Linked DNA regions of Mus musculus: region 2 is linked to region 1. Evidence: chromatin contacts called from public promoter capture Hi-C data. All regions are on one chromosome and are shown on one strand. The core of a region is the stretch at or near the end of the contact, and the rest is flanking DNA. Distances in the headings are between cores, read along the strand shown. Region 1 has its middle 190 kb from the start of Pfkp. Region 2 holds the start of Idi1 (isopentenyl-diphosphate delta isomerase).

The links. Promoter capture Hi-C pulls out the DNA fragments that hold promoters and counts their contacts.
Region 2: a contact with region 1 is called in a promoter capture Hi-C map of second pharyngeal arch cranial neural crest. The contact joins the promoter of Idi1 here to the enhancer-like site in region 1. A contact is called at or near these places in 5 of 39 promoter capture datasets (cranial neural crest, embryonic stem cells, frontonasal cranial neural crest and 2 more) and 6 of 115 datasets of contacts at active chromatin or transcription factors (T-cell acute lymphoblastic leukemia, astrocytes, embryonic forebrain and 3 more).

What each region holds. Positions count from the first base shown.
Region 1 is chr13:6,834,494-6,838,681 of GRCm38.p6, forward strand. No RefSeq gene overlaps it. Among named protein-coding and RNA genes, the nearest start is that of Pfkp, 190 kb to the left of the region's middle. Within about 2 kb of position 2,393, at least 26 of the 459 cell types and tissues checked have an H3K27ac peak or open chromatin away from gene starts, as enhancers often do. A contact at or near this core is called in embryonic limb bud and second pharyngeal arch cranial neural crest, where this site is marked.
Region 2 is chr13:8,883,850-8,888,037 of GRCm38.p6, forward strand. Idi1 (isopentenyl-diphosphate delta isomerase) reads left to right here and starts at 1,757. Exons shown (of 5, transcript NM_145360.2): 1 at 1,757-2,147; 2 at 2,883-3,055; 3 at 3,636-3,728; 4 at 4,074-4,188. The coding sequence starts at 2,011.

The DNA of each region.
Region 1 (4,188 bases), core at 1,143-3,642:
ACCTCAAGAATATCCATAAGGTAGTCTCCTGGTTTCTGGAAGTATAAGTAGCAATAGGGTTTTAATCTAGAATCTGGAATAATTATGCACACATCTGAAGATGGCTTCAATCAGAGAGTACCTGTCAATGATGTTTGGAACAAACACAACCAGAGGCTGACTTAGATATACAACTGCTACGCCAGAGTACTCCTCTTCCTAGTGTCTGATCTTTTGCAAATCAGCTACAGTGGGGAAAACGTAACTCAATAACTGTTTATGGTGATGGTTGTACTGTGACACTTAGTACAAATATAGCTACTGGGAACTTTTGTTTCTTGCACCTGTTCAATTAGGAAAGCCTTTAAGTAAAGACGGTGCAAATTACTGCAGGAACAGAATAACACAAGGGGAAATTGAAGTCTTTCCTGGGAAAGCCCTACTTTTAATCAAGGCTGTAAGTCAAACTGCCATGTAGTACAACAGTTTAAGGAGGGGGAAGTGGGAAAGCCATCTCTGCTATATTGCTCAGGGACTCAATTTTACATCTAAGAGAAATTGTAACTGGAACCTGTCCATGTGTGAGACTTAAACACCAGCCTCATGTGTTGATCTTATTTCCTAACCTAAAAAGAAATCAGCTTGATTGATTTCTCTGCCTTAATGACGATGGAGCTTAATCTTGGATGTCATCTTGACTGGTGTGGAGTCAACTTTTCCATTTATTTGTGTGTGTGAAAATGAAAGTGTGTGTGTGTGTGTATGAATCTATGTGTTTGTGAGTGTCTGTGAATGAAAGTGTGTGTGAGTGTGTATTTGAGAGTGAGCATGTGAGCATGAGTGTTTGAGTGTGTTTGAGTGTGTGTAGCACTGGGAAGTTGAACTCAGAGCCCCATGTAAGCTAGGCAAGCACTGCTGAGCTATACTTGGTACTGAATTTAGGGCTTCAAGGACACATCAGAAAAATGCTCTGCCACTGAGTTAAAGCTTTATCCTCACCCCCTCTATCTTTTGAGACAGGTTTTTATATATCTGACTCTCTCCCTGAACTCTCTATTACTTCCAGGTTGGCCTTGAACTCTTGGTCCTATGGCTTCTACCTTGTGAATATTTGAAATTCAGATCTATATTACTATGTCTTTGTCCCATTTCTTTTGTTTTTAATAACTCACTGGGTAAATAATGATCTTAGCAGATAGCGAACATGTGTAGCAAATCTACAGGCAGTGCTAGAGTTGTACACTTCTCAAAACGAAAGCTTTGTATCAAACAAATCAAGGTGTGGCTTGCTAAGGTTGTATAGCTTAGTGGCAGTGTGCTGCTCTTGGAACTAAGGGCTTGATCCTTAGCACCACAAAAGAAACAAAGCAAACAAAGATGGTTCTCCAGCTTGTTCCTGCATTGGCTTTGAAGATCCCTGAGTTTGGGGAAGAAAGAGTAAAATATATATGCAGAAGACATCCCAGGGAGGAAGGCTGACTCCTGTCTTCAATTGTAAGAACTGTCTCACTATTCCGAGTCTGCATATATTCATCCAGAAAACCAGGATCGTGGTTTTCAAACACACTCTAAGCCCATGGAGAAGGTAATGTGTTTGATGTGGATTATAAGGCTAACTACTGAGTATGCCATTGTCTAACCTGCAGTGACTGTTTGATGAAGCCACTGTGCTAGTTTTTACCACAAATGCTTCGAACCTTACAAGGGAGCTCTTTGAACGAGATGAATCGGTGCATCATACTTCCTGGTTACTAAACTTGTGTGATTCAAGTCTTTAGATGCCCGAGGATTCAGCGGCTCAAGGGAACTGGTGACATCTTACTGCCAAGGTCACATCTTTTAAGTAATAGAATGTCTAAAATGTGCAAAGAGAACAGTCATAGCTGTACTGTTTGCAGAAAAAAAAGTTAAGAAAGTTCAGATGTCTCCATCTAAATTTCCAAGAGTCCCCTGTGAGAAGGAGGACAGGAAAATCAGAGCTACTCTGCCTGGAATCTCAAGAGCGGAGGTGATTAAAGTGAATCTAAGCACCTTTCAAGTTAGGCTGCCACCCGCCACCCTGCGAGGCTGTGATTGTGACCTGCACTGCATCTCAACTTTCAATGTCTCACAGCTTCAAAGGGAACAAACAAATCAGGGTCCTGGTAATTAAAAGTTGTTAATGTCTCCCTTCCTTTCTCTTGTAAATTAAAATGATTTGACATAGGAAGAAGAGAAGACAGAATTTAGTTATTTTGGGTAATTGCAGTGTCAAACTGATCGTTTTCTCAATTTTCTCACAAAATTGCCTAATTGAGAACAACTAAACAGATGGTCCTTTGTTTTTGAGGCTTTCTCTTGCTAGCTCTGTAGCGGCCCCAGACTTACTTCCCATTGCAAAGCAGTACCACTGTAGGACAGGGCTGTTGTCTGAGTGGCAGGATCTGGCCAGCCTGGAAACAGCCTCATGTTCTGCCCACTACTTCCAGAAGAGGGTGCTCGTGACATACCCAAGAGCCAGTCTTCAGTTTTTATAGCAGGTTGTCATAAAACCTTGGCAGAAGTCATTTTCAGCTTAAGGTGGCTAAACCATTTTTGTTTCATAATTACCAGGTAAAATGCATTCTTTCTTAAAGTTTACACTCTGATGCCCCCTCTTTAAGCAAGAATTTCTAGGGCTGGGAGTTATCTCAGTTGATAGTGGGCATGAGGGCTTGAGTTTTACCCCTAGAACCTATGTAAATAAAGTCAGGCACGGAGGTACTCACATCAATACCAGTCCTATGAAGGCTAAGAAAAAAGCAGTGGCCAGGGCTCAATACCCAGCCAGCCTAGGCTGACTGGCTAAGCATCAGGGTAATGAAGAAATGTGTGTCAGAAAATAAGGTGGATGTTTCATGAGTAATGACATCCTAGGTTTATTCTCTGTCCTCCACATCCATAAGCACATACATGCACACATAGAAATGTATGTGCACACACATGTGTGAGAAAAAAACCATTTCTTTATATATTAAGTCAAGAAAGCAGGTAGAGAGCTATGAAGGTGATCATGGCTACACTGCGAGGTGTTCAAACAAGATTCCAAAGTCACTAGGCCACTGGCCATACTTTGCAGTTCTATCTTTGGTAGTGGGAAAGTCCTGAGTCACCCATATGCGGTCAACGGGAAATGGACAGATATTTGCTCTATAGAACAGGAAAAAGCTGACCCACTATGATTGTGCTTGTCACACTAGTTCATGCAGTGTCTCCTTGCCTCTCCCTGTTTATACCCTAGGTAGCCTGCATCATATCTACGCTGCTCCTGAGATCCTGGGCCTCTATGGTTATGCTCGTGTGCATTTAGATGGCTGGGAATCTTTCAGTTCTTACCCAGCTATATCTGTTTCTTCTGGTGTTATCAGTCTTGGTCTTTAACCCTAGTGGTGCATCGGAATTATCTATTGACCTTTATATGAGGCAAATGGCCAGGTTCTATGCTAGCCTTTCTTCCTTTCTTCCTTTCTTTCTTTCTTTCTTTCTTTCTTTCTTTCTTTCTTTCTTTCTTTCTTTCTTTCCTTCCCTCTTTCCCTCTTTCCCTCTTTCCCTCTTTCCCTCTTTCCCTCTTTCCCTCTTTCCCTCTTTCCCTCTTTCCCTCTTTCCCTCTTTCCCTCTTTCCCTCTTTCCCTCTTTCCCTCTTTCTTTCCCTCTTTCTTTCCCTCTTTCCCTCTTTCCCTCTCTCTCTCTCTCTCTCTCTCTCTTTCTTTCTTTCTTTCTTTCTTTCCTTCTTTCCTTCTTTCTCTCTTTCTCTCTTTCTTTCTTGCAATACTGGGGTCTTGAAGAACACATATACACACATGCTCTGAAGCTTCACACGAGGCATTGATATGTATGTCAGAGAACCATGCTCTATTCTGCAGTGGAGAAAATTTACTGAATGTTTTCCCCCTTGACTATCCTTGGTACATAGTTCATTATCCAAGGAGCATCCTAGAGAAGACAAGTCCAGAAGTGCTGTGAAAGTTGGAGAGGGTGAGAGTCCTTTCCAGATGTCGTTCAAGAATTTGTGAAGTTCAATGACCTTTTCCTGTCTTTGGAATGGGGCACACTGCCCTAGAAGCCCGGCCATGGCTTCTGCTTTACATTGCACTGGCTCTGGCCATTCCCTGAATTCTTAAATTTGCAGATATCCTGGTTCTCATCTTACCCCGAGATGCTCATCTTCCCACTGTTTACATTTGTAGGACA
Region 2 (4,188 bases), core at 507-3,006, 2.0 Mb after region 1:
AACACTTGGAAGACTTGCTTAATACAGTAATTCAATATTTTCCAAATGACCAAGAATATTACAAAATCATACGTAGGAAATATGCACCTGAGCTGCACAGACACTGGGCCGGGAAGAGGGTTTGGGTAAAGGGTGAAAGTGTGAAGACTGAGCTCAGATCCTCAGCACCGTGGAAAAGGCCAGACATGTCAGTGTGTATCTGCAAACTGGGGAGCAGAGACATGAGGATTTGCTGGCCATAGAATCTAGCTAAATCAGGGGCTGGTGAGATGGCTCAGTGGGTAAGAGCACCCGACTGCTCTTCCAAAGGTCGGAAGTTCAAATCCCAGCAACCACATGGTGGCTCACAACCATCTGTAACAAGATCTGACTCCCTCTTCTGGAGTGTCTGAAGACAGCTACAGTGTACTTACATATAATAAATAAATAAATCTTTAAAAAAAAAATCTAGCTAAATCAATGAGCTTCTAATTCAGTGAGATGCCCTCTATGAAAAGATGGGATGGAGGGGCTGGTGAGGTAGCTCAGTGGGTAAAGACGCCTGCTCCCAACCCTCAAGACCTGAGCTTGCTGGGAGAACTCTCTTAGTTGTCCTTTAAGCTCCACTAGCCTCTGAGCATTGTGTTGACATTAATATTAATGTTAATATTGTAAAAGTAAAATGTTAATAAAAGCAACAGAGGAAGGCATTATGTACCTGAACACACACTTGCACATAATGCATACACTACACATATATACTACAAAAATAATAAACGTGACTGGGGTAATAGCTTAAATTAACTTTTTCACAATTACACCAAATCATAATGATAATTACTACTGTAACTAATAATAACTGTTATTATATTTATTCATTTATTTTTTAAAGATATATTTATTTTCTGTATGAGTACACTGTAACTGTCTTCAGACACACAAGAAGAGGGTATCAGATTCTATTACAGATGGTTGTGAGCCACTATGTGGTTTCTGGGAATTGAAATTAGGACTTCTGGAAGAGCAGCCAGTGCTCTCAACTGCTGAGCTATCTCTCCAGCCCCTATTTGTTCTTTTATTTACTTGGTTGTTCGAGACATAAACTTTTCCCCAATTGTATATGTAATAATTAATTCGTTTTTCCAGACAGGGTTTCTCTGTGTAGCCCCAGCTGCCATGGAACTCATTTTGTAGACCAGGTTGGCCTCAAACTCAAAGATCCGCCTGCCTCTGTCTCCTGAGTGCTGTGGTTTAAGACGTGTGCTACCAAATTTACAAAAGCTTCACATATAATCTGTAGTGAAAAATTCCTATCTTATAGTAACTTGAGTCGCTGAATTTATTAAGAATGGACTGTCACACGATGGTTTAACAACTGTCAAATTAATTCAGTCCAAACGCTGGTTCCCCAATCGGCCTCTACTTCATTTAACTTTGCTGGACAATTACTCCACATTGCAAAACGCCTTGGGAATTATTGCTGCTGCAAATCTACAGCACCTTCTAACTGGAAACAGACCGGAATAACATGTTGAGAAGGCAGGAGTAAAGCTTCCAAACTAACCCATTAGCAATGATCTCTTGAATTTTCTTAATTTCCATCAAGACCAACCCACAGGAATTCCAGTGAGAAAACTGTAGTTGTCAGAGCGCGCTTCTCAAGGCATCTGACATCATCACGCACAGACACTCAAGGAGAGTCAGGGACCCGCCCTAGCCTTGCCTCCAGCTGATTGGCGAGCCCGGGCATGGTCCAAGGTGCCATTGGCTGGCGACCGACAGGTCGAACCCTCCTCAAGAAGCCTCCCCAGAAAGGAAGCTTCCCCACCGCGGAGCAGCTAGACGTGCGGGCCGTCTCAGCTGTCCACTGGGAGTCGCCAACACCCTCGCTCGGGTCCCAGGGCCGCAATCACTCCTGGAGACCTCCAGCGCTTCTTTCAGAGCCACACGCAGGGCAAGTGGTGCCACCGCGCGCTAACCTGGCGCGGCCGTGACGTCAGGCTTGTGCTAGATTGGCAATTGGCTGGAGGCATGTGGCGCGGACGGACACTGGCGCGAGCGATTGGATATGCTGTTAGAGGGCGGGGCCTGGAGGCGGAGCATGCTGCGGAGAGGATTGAAGTACAGCTCTCCGCACAGCTTCTCAGCACCTGCAGCCGGAATCTCTGGTAAGCCTCCCTTCTATTTGGGGAAGGATGGCGAGAGGGGACCAAGAAGGGTGGGTGGCTGTATGAGGCTGAGGTGATGCGGTTTCCCAGCTTGACTCGCCATGGTGGCCTCTGACGTTCGGGGCTGGGTGCCTGGTCCTGGAAAGCGTTGGGTGGCCGACTGAGTCCCATCGGGTTCTCAGGGTTGTCCATGGAAACTCCCTGACGAGCGATTCAGCAGTCGTGAAATGTAATGGTTCATAGCCCTTGGGGAGTTGAGTTATAAAAAGGGACCTGAGAAAAATCTGTTCTTCCCTCCAGTATGGAGTACTTCACTTGTCTTCTTCCAAAAATGAATAAATAGGTCTACCCCTAAGCTTTCTTCTAGTTTAAGAGTGCTTTGCAGGTGTTGTGGTTGGTAAACGTCCACGTGGGTTTATAAAGAGATGGAAACGCGTCTTCGTTATGTGTCTAGATCTTTTTCTTGAGTTCGGTGATGTGCATTTGTACTTTAAACATCTTTAAGTGGGTGAGAAAATATCACTTTATCCTGTGATTCTGAAGTTCATTCTTTATATCCTGGCATTAGGAGTTCAAGATGTTATTTCAGAAAGTTTACAAATTGCTCACATTTGAAAACTGCCCTAGAGAGGATTTTAAATTAGTTTATGAATGTTGTAATTGAAGTCCACTTTCACTTCTAACAGTGTTTGTGTTAGAATGTCAAACTAATACAATGACTTTTCTCTGTGTTAGTGTTCTAGGTCAGATCAGACATTCTGTCACAATGCCTGAAATAAATACCAGCCATCTTGATGAAAAACAGGTTCAGCTTCTAGCGGAGATGTGTATTCTTATTGATGAAAATGACAATAAAATTGGGGCTGACACCAAGAAAAACTGTCACCTTAATGAAAACATCGACAAAGGTACTGTCTTAAAGTATTCTTTGTTATAAAGTGACTTGTCTGGACATTTAGCTAAGAAAAATCCTGAGATGAAAGGAATGCTTTCTCTTCTGGGGTTTGAAGAGGGTCTCACTGTGTATAGCTCTGACTGGCTGGTTGTCACAGACATCTGCCCCCCAAGTACTGAGAGATTCATTTCTTAATGCTGTCTTACCTTTCATTCCAGTTAAATGGTGTGTACAAGTAAAATCTACCTTTCTACCTCTCCTGTAATATTTCCCTCCACTAAGTGGCTTCAGAGTTATTTGGGGATCATAAAGAAGGAATAGATATTATCATAGTTCTCAAGTCTGTCTTTCAGAAGATTAGAGAGAGGAGTAGGTATTGAAGGAAAATATGATCCTACACACACACACACACACACACACACAGCAGGATACCAAATGGTCTGGGTTCAGCCACAGAGAACTTCATGTTAGAAGACTGGGAAGCAGCAGAACTGTCAAAATATGATTGAGAATAATCATATTCTCAACTTCAGGAGGGAAAACCAGACAAATAGCTGGCAAAATCTGACCAATCATATTTGTTTTGCTTTTAGGATTATTACATCGAGCTTTTAGTGTCTTCTTGTTTAATACTGAAAATAAGCTCCTGTTACAGCAGAGATCAGATGCTAAAATTACCTTTCCAGGTTGGTATACTTAATGAATAAGGTAGAGTTTGCTGGGAACTATTTAATCCGACTGAACTTTTTTGAGCCAACATCTAAAAGAATCAGCCAGGCACACGGCTTCACTTGTATTTTATAATAAGTAACCTTATCCACTGAGTCTAATCTAATCTGAATTATCTCTGTGTTTTGATCTTGATTAAGAAAGCTTTAAAACTTACCCATAAATGTCTTTTAGAAAATACTTCTGGAAACCTGTTATAATTAACTTAAAATTCTATTTATCTGATTACTTAGGAAAGTTTTTCCTCGGTCTTTCAAGGATTGGGGAAAAAATTCTTCTTTGTTCATATTACTCTTTCCCAGGTTGTTTCACCAATAGTTGCTGTAGTCATCCATTAAGTAACCCAGGCGAGCTGGAAGAGAACAACGCCATTGGTGTGAAGCGAGCAGCAAAGCGGCGCTTGAAAGCCGAGTTGGG